Linked DNA regions of Sus scrofa: region 2 is linked to region 1. Evidence: chromatin contacts called from public HiChIP or PLAC-seq data. All regions are on one chromosome and are shown on one strand. Each heading gives the region's core, a stretch centred on a gene start, on an enhancer-like site or on the middle of the called end of the contact. The rest is flanking DNA. Distances are from core to core; before and after follow the strand shown.

Region 1 (3,782 bases), core at 432-2,931:
CTTAGAAGTGTTATTTTCTTTGTCACTGTGATCACCATCTTCATCTGGGAGCTGAGGCAGGATTCCTTGGTTTCTTCAGGGGTCCCTTCCCTGCAGCCAACCCATTCCTTGAAACAGGCCAGGAAAGCCGACTTGACTAGCCCCATGTAGATCACCTGGTTCTGCTTGCTTATGGCCGCTCTGGGGAAAAACAGGCTCCCCCTCCACCACCTCCACCACCACCACCACCTGGAGATTGTCTCACCAAACTTTTTGAGTATCTGCCACTTATAAGGCATGTGATATACCAGCAAAGTGCCTGACACATAGTAAGCACTCAATAAATTACATATTGCTATTATGTATACATCTGTTTTCTTCCCCCACAAGACTGTAATAAACTTGAGGAAGAATCCTGCCCTTAGGGTCTGTTTTGAAGCTATTTTTCAAGTGTAAAATGAATATCATTATATCACTACTGTGTAGATGAGTACCAAACAAGGTAATTCATCTGAAATAGCACAATCTCCAGCTTAAAATGCTCAATAAACATGAACTATTATAGCATCCTTTTGCTTTTCTGTAATAACTAACAGAGACTCTTGCATATGTGCCAAACCTGGGTGTAATTTTCAATTCTCCTAGTTGGGTGAACCTGGGTTAATTACCTCACCTGCGTTTCCTTATTCCGCTAAGGGAGATGCTACATATAATACACATTAAATACTTAACACAGTATTTTTGGCACCCAGAGGATGCTCAATAAATATCAGGCCAGCTCCCCTTCCAGTCTCATCTATTTTTTACCCCCTACAGTTTACAAGTTCTGGGCAGGTAAATGGCCGGCAACCTGGCAAGGAGGGACCCACAGGGCAAGAACTAGCCAAGTTTGCATAAGCAGCCAGCCCTCCACACTTCATCCTCAGCTACCGTCCCGTAGGGGCTGTGAGCTCCTAAGGAGTCTGCTCCATTACGCTCTTCCGGGCAAATTTTCCCTCCACCTTCTCCCCTCACCTCGAAACTTCGCTGCCCCAGGGTCTCCACATCCCTCCACGGCCTGCCTGCCTTCCGCCCCCATTTTCTCTTCACTCCTCCCAAACCCTGCTTTTCAACCTTCTTCAGACTCCAATCCCTCTCTCCCCTAAACTTCCAAAGTTGTTCCGACTCGGCCCCCGACTTTACCCCCATCACCTTCTTGTCCCCCCCAAACTCCTCCCTTCTCATGCCTTCGGGGCCCCAAACCCTCCCCACCAACCCCTCTGGCCCCGACACCCCACCTGCGCTTTCCGCCTCTTCAGCGCCGCCGCGTCCAGCCACACGCCGCAGGCCTCCTCCTCCTCCTCCGGGCCTCTCCGCCTCATGGCCGGTGAAGAGAACAAGCCGAAGCAACTCACCGCTGAGTCTCAGGCCGCCTTAGGGAACCACCATAACAGACCCCGCCGAAGTTTAGATCTCGCGCCAACGCTGGGGGTGGAGCAACGGCGCGTCCGCCCGGCGCAGGCACCGCCCCCAGCGTCAGCTCCGCCCCAGCTCAGGCTCCGCCCCTCTCCTAAGCCCAATGGGATGGATACCTTCACTACCACCTCAACAGATCTGATTCGTCGTGAGCCTTTCCAGTTACCAAGGCGCGTTCTTTACGGATTTCTCATTCAAGAGTTGTACTCCGGGAGTTCCCTTCCTGGCTCAGCGGAAACGAATGTGACGAGCATCCGTGAGGACGCAGTCCGATCTCTGGCGTCACTCAGTGGGTTAAAGATCCGGCGTTGCTGTGAGCTGTGGTGTGAGCTGTGGTGTAGGTCGCAGATGCGGCTCGCATCCAGGGTGGCTGTGGCTGTGGCCGGGGCCATAGCTCCGATTTGATCCCTAGACTGGGAACCACCATATGCCTTCGGTCCGGCCCTAAGAAGCACCAAAAAAAAAAAAAGAATTGTATTCTGAAACTGTGCTATATGAACGTGTTCCCGACGTTGCACAAGGAATGCGCGTTTTCTTTTTGCTGAGTTAGTTGCACTTTCTTATAACCATCAGGGCTCAGAGTTTGCCATGTCTCACAGGTGAATCTTCAAGAACATCTCAAAAGGAAGAGGAGGAGCTGAAGCTCTGGTCCTCCAACTCCAAAGCTGGGGTCCTCAAGACTACCCTAAATGGATTACTTTTGTAATTCAAAACAAAAAAAAAGTTTAACTATGAAACCACATGGGAGAGGATTTAGAAAACGTTAAGGAGAATGAAAACTAAAAATTTGGAGTCAGGAACTAGCTTTCAGTCCTGCTTTCACCACTTACTCTATGGCGTTGGATTTTAAAGATTAAGTTTTGTGAAAGTATTTTGTATATTCTGAAAGCTCTTCAGAAATGCAAAAAACGCTGGTAACCCATCCATCCTTCTTTTATCTGTAACCACAATCTCTATAGATGTAATATATATAACAGGTTATTTTAGCAATGGAGTGTTACTTTTTTTTCATCCAGGATTTTTTTTTTTTTTTTTTGCTTTGCTTACCTGTACTTCCTAATTTCCCTCACTGTACATATATTGATCTATATTGCTTGTGTACTGTGGAAATGGCAATAGTGTAAACATTAACATATAACAACATTATAAAAAGTTAACATAAAGATCCTTGATTGAAAGTCCAAAATTGAAATCTTTGTCAAAGTATATATTTAAACACATTCTTTTATTTTTTATTTTTTATTTTTTTGTCTTTTTGTCTTTTTTGTCTTTTGTTGTTGTTGTTGTTGCTGTTTCTTGGGCCGCTCCCGCGGCATATGGAGATTCCCAGGCTGGGGGTTGAATCGGAGCTGTAGCCACCGGCCTACGCCAGAGCCACAGCAACGCAGGATCCGAGCCGCGTCTGCAACCTACACCACAGCTCACGGCAATGCTGGATCATTAACCCACTGAGCAAGGGCAGGGATCGAACCCGCAACCTCATGGTTCCTAGTCGGATTCGTTAACCACTGCGCCACGACGGGAACTCCCACATTCTTTTAATTTGGGGGGGGCACACATGCAGCATATGGAAGTTCCCAGGCTAGGGGTCGAATCAGAGCTACAGCTGCCGGTCTATGCCAGAGCCACAGCAACTTGCGATCCAAGCTGCATCTGCAACCTACATGCCGGATACTTAACCCACTGAGCAAAGCCAGGGATCAAACCTGCATCCTCATAGATACTAGTCGGGTTCATTATCCCTGAGCCACAATGGGAATTCCCACATTCTTTTAATTTCTAAAACTTATTTAGTGATAAAACTGCCTCTACCTATCCCACCAAAAAAAAAGTTCACATACATAGTGAATAAGGTGCCAACCCCAACCCCAGGCAAAGATAAAGCAGGAACTACCCCCTCCTCCCTGTGCCCACCCTCAGCTTCCCCCTGAAAACCTCCTCCAACACCCTGAGCAGGCCTAAAGGGGCACCAGGGTCCCCTCTCTAGGATAGGACACAAAAAACAAAGAGGCATCTGTTACCACAGTCACTTTATTGCACCCAGGACATGTCAAGGCCCAAACTACCCCTCACTCCAACCCCAGTGAACTCTCCCTTCCACACCTCTTAGTCTTCGGACAGGTTTTTCCCTCTTCCTGGAATACCCTTCTCCTTTTCCATCTGCAAACTCCTAGTCACCCTTCCCAACCCAAGACCCTGAGGGTCCCAGGCAGTACTACTTATTCCCTCCTCAGTGCTTCCCCTTACAGTTCATTCCGATCTTAAAGCCTTCACCATCCTGTATTGATCCACAGGGCCCAGTCAGTGGCCTGGCTCTGAGAAAAGGCCCAAGAAACAATGAATGGATA
Region 2 (3,958 bases), core at 656-3,155, 540 kb after region 1:
AGAGTCTCCCACAAGTACGCTAAACCCAGCTCTGTTCACCAGTAGGTTTGGTGAGTAGGGGGCCATAGCCCTTCTGCTGCCTGCTTCTTCCACTTTTGCCACCTCTACCTGTGCTTCTCACTGTACTTTCTTTTTCCACCAGCAATCCTTCAAGGAAAGAGGTCTCCCCCAAACCCTGGTCCTTTACCCATCCATCTTAGTCTTCACAAAAGATGTGGCTCCACCTTGAATCTGCTGGTAAATAGCTAATAGGCAGCCAGCGTTATTTAGGCAAGGAAGTGGAGAGACAGAAAGAAAATTTGCCCATCTGCTGCTCCTCCCCCTTGGCTCTCCACCTGGGATTTGCTATTGACTCTCTACCCCCTCCCACCACGCAGTGCTGATTGCTCACTGAAAGGCTCAGCGCCCCCAATGGCGCTCGGAAGCCAGGCGGGTGATTACAATCCAATTACCTATTGTCGACTCAGCCCACACAAGCTTTTCTCCTCCTCTTGCGGGGCATGGGGCCAGGCTCCACTCCCCAGTGAGACTGGCCCCCTCCATGGCTACAGGGTAACAGAAGGGCCTTTAGGCCCTGGCGAATCTAACCCAGCACAGGCCTCCTTCCCTGGAACACGTCAAGACCAAGAGCACAGAAACAAGCACTTCTCCCAACTGACTGCCTCCTGCCCTCTGCATCTCAACTCTGCTTCCCACCTCCTTACTCTTTGAGGCTTCTGTCCGTGTTTGACCTGGGCCCCTAAGTAGGCCCATGAGACAATATATTTTCAGCATGGCAGTCTCAGCTTGTGAGGCCAAGGCTGCCCAGCAGGGAGAAGAGGGCCAAGTGAAAGGCTGTGTCCTTTCCCTTACCTCTCCCTCCCAGGCCTCACTGAGGAGCTGCTGAGAGGATTAGTGCCTTTGAAGAGCTGTCGGCCTGAGCAACTCTATGCTTCAGGTGCCCCAGAGCAGCAAGCACCAGCTGGTAATACCACCCAAGAGCTACTCTGTTTAGTCTTCACATTTTACTCTCTGCAAACCGATTCCCCAGCACCCCCCTCTAGGGGTGAGGTGGGGCCTTGCAAGCAGTACTAAGAGCAGACTCTTTAAAACCCCTAACTTGACTATACTCCAGTCTGCTCCTCCCCTTCCTATGCCTGGATACCTGGCACAAGAGACTCCTTGGCCATCATCCCTGCTCCCAGAATCAAGCATAATGCCAGACACTGCGATTGAGAAGCCAATCAATGTACCCTTTGGCAAGTCCCCCACACACACCTGGCACTCCCCACTACCAATCCCTGGCACAGGGTTCCCAGAGAGCAGGTGCTGTACATTTTCCAGTTTTACAATGGGGCTGTTGACAGCCTTAATTAGGGAGGCATGAATTATGTGGCTGTTATGCAGAGCCCTACAATTAAGGCGGGAAAGAGGGGCTGGAGGCAGCAAACGGAATCTGCCCTGTGAGCATGATTGTTGAGTCCTGTCTCCTTTCTGGGTCTGACTTTCTCCAGTGTAGATTGGGGTACAGCAGAAGTGATTAATCAGGCTGGTATCTCTTTGGCCTGAGGTCCTGTGTTCTGGGAAAGGTACACAGTGGGGTGTGGTGAGGAGGGGCTGCCTCAGGAGGCACTGAAGGGGTGGGGAGGAGAAGAGGCTGAGGACCACTGCTGTACAGGCACAGCGACTGCAAATAGTTGACATGAACTCCTTGTGGGTGCTTTCTACTGGTGTGATTTGTACAAACCAGCTCAACTCTTGCCTCAAGAAACTAGGTGGGACCTATTTAAATGTCCTCCCACCTGTGAGCCAAGCCCCAACTTGAGGATATTTATCGTATTGTATTCTCTTGGGTGTCAAACAGAATTTTAAAAATTCTTAGATGTAAAACTTGTTTGCGAACAGTACAAGAGTAGACTGTGTTTTGCTGCAGCAATTGTCTACCTCCCTCAAGGTGCACTTGGCTACTTCCAAGATCCCTAGCTTTGGGGGCGGAGGAGGGGGAGCCACTGGAAAAGCCCTTTTGCCATCTCAACACCTGTTCCTCTACTTGTTTCCTAATCCCCCGGACGCGTTCCTCCACTGTCCTTTTCCTCGCGCAAGTGAAAGGAAGCCAGTCTGCCAGTGTGGAAGGAGGGATTTCGCCAGCTGCGTTTGCAGCGCCCAGGCTTGGTGACCGCGTCGGGTGGGGGCAGCTGAGCTTGATGTCTCCGAAGCGGGAGGAGCTTAGGGGGAGGGGAGTGCTAGTAAGCCTTCTTGGCGGCCACTCTCCGTCATTCTGTGGCGGGGTTCTGAGATGTGGGAATACAAGGACCTAAGGGAGGCACTCGACAAGCTTTGGGGGGCTTCGTTGATACTTGGGGAGGCAGCTGAGCAACGGGTGCTGAAAGGACAGCTCCTACCTGCCCCACTGCACCCGAAATGTACCTCTGCTTGTAAAGTGCCCCCCTCGAACCCCTACCCACCTCGAGTGGACCGCTTTCCAGGTGAGGTGCATGAAAAGCTTCCTCCGAGTGGAGGTTTGGAAGGATGCACGTCCAGCTGCGCCAAGCTGGCTTCTCCACTCTTTTCCCACTTCGGCGTCAGCCTTGGCCCTGGGAACTGCAACCAGTGCCTCGAAGCCGCGCGCTTCTTCCCGCCTCCGGCAAAGGACATTGCGGCCAGGCTGAGCAAACCTTTCTTCTGGGGCCCCCAGCGGGAACAGGAAGGAAAGCGGCTGAGATGCGCCCTAAGTGTCGCACGGCTTGGAGAAGTGGATAGCTCGGTTGCATAAGGTGGAAGGAACTTGGTAGTTTGCAAAAGCCAGCTCTTGGCGGGAGCCGAAACCCACAGCCCGCCGACTCGCAGCCCCCTCTCAACTATAGCCTTCGATGTGCGCCTCCCCCACTGCGCCCCCACCCCTAGGCGCGCCGCCGTCTCGCGCGCCCTCCCCCCCATACCCCCCTCCTCACTCCCTCCAGAGGAGGTGAGTTTAAACCCCGCCCACGTGACCCCAGCTGGGCCAATGAGCGGCGGCGGGAGGTGAAATCCGGTTCTAACCGGTCCGGGGCTCCCAGCGCTATAAAAACTTTATAAACCCCCCGGAGCCCGAGCAGTGTGAAGAAGAGGCGAGAGCGACCCCTGGACCGACCAAAGCTCGCGCGCCACTGCATCCCCGTGTCCAGCGCCTACGTCCCGCCGCCGTCACCATGCCCAAGAGAAAGGTACGTGGCGCGAGGGCCCCAGGCTCTGGGCCGCCGCCGTGATCACCAATGCTGCCGCCGCCGCTTCCTCGGCTTTGGGGCGCGAGAATCGGCGCCGAGCTGAAGCAGGCTCGGCTGCCCGGCGCGGTGGCTCGAGGCGGTGTCAGGCGGCCCCGGGGTAACCCTGCGCGGCTCGGCTGCCCGCGGGCGCCAGAGGCCATATTGGAGGAGCGGCGGCCGCGGCGGGAGGAGCCATGTTGGCGGCTGTTTATCCCGCTCCCCTGGGCTCGACGTGCCCGCCTCGCGCCCCCTCCCCCCCATCCCCAGGCCCCCTCCCCTCCCCGCGGGCGGGCAATTCAAACCCGAAAGGGCGGGAAGGCGGCGTTCGGGGTTGGCGGGCGGGGGAACGCGCTGCCGCCAAAAAACTGCCGCCGTGAGGGGGCGGGGCCCTCCCCCTGAGGGCGGGACTTCTCGGGTTGGCCCCTCCTCCACTCGCGCGCCGCCCACGGACCCAGCGCACGAGACTCGCGCTGGTGCGCGCCGCTGCCGCCCACGAGTTCCCCCGGCTGCGTGCGCCTCCGTCTCCCGCCCTCGACGGCTGCCATGGCAACGGCTCTCCAGCCCCGCCTCCGAGGGGTTTGTTAGCTCCTTCTGCAGCTGTTGCTTCTGCCTGGCGCGGCGGCGCGGGCTGCGCTTTGCGCGCCTTGCTCCAGCTTTGCGCGGGCTTCCCGGGGCCGCTGGGTTTCGGACACCCAGCGTCCCTGCGTGCTTTGGGCCAGATCCGGCGTGAAGCAGAC

What was found. HiChIP or PLAC-seq counts read pairs in DNA pulled down with a chosen protein or histone mark.
Region 2: an H3K27ac HiChIP or PLAC-seq map of alveolar macrophages shows a contact between it and region 1. The contact joins the promoter of HMGN2 here to the promoter of AUNIP in region 1. A contact is called at or near these places in 2 of 2 datasets of contacts at active chromatin or transcription factors (alveolar macrophages and skeletal muscle).

Annotation. Positions count from the first base shown.
Region 1 is chr6:83,314,961-83,318,742 of Sscrofa11.1, forward strand. It overlaps AUNIP (aurora kinase A and ninein-interacting protein), which reads right to left and starts at 1,682. Exons shown (of 3, transcript XM_013999063.2): 1 at 1,257-1,682. The coding sequence starts at 1,340. PAQR7 (progestin and adipoQ receptor family member VII) reads right to left here. Exons shown (of 3, transcript NM_213739.1): 3 at 3,452-3,782. It also overlaps the pseudogene LOC110261117.
Region 2 is chr6:83,855,209-83,859,166 of Sscrofa11.1, forward strand. It overlaps HMGN2 (high mobility group nucleosomal binding domain 2), which reads left to right and starts at 1,906. Exons shown (of 7, transcript NM_001244114.1): 1 at 1,906-1,917; 2 at 3,085-3,182. The coding sequence starts at 3,168.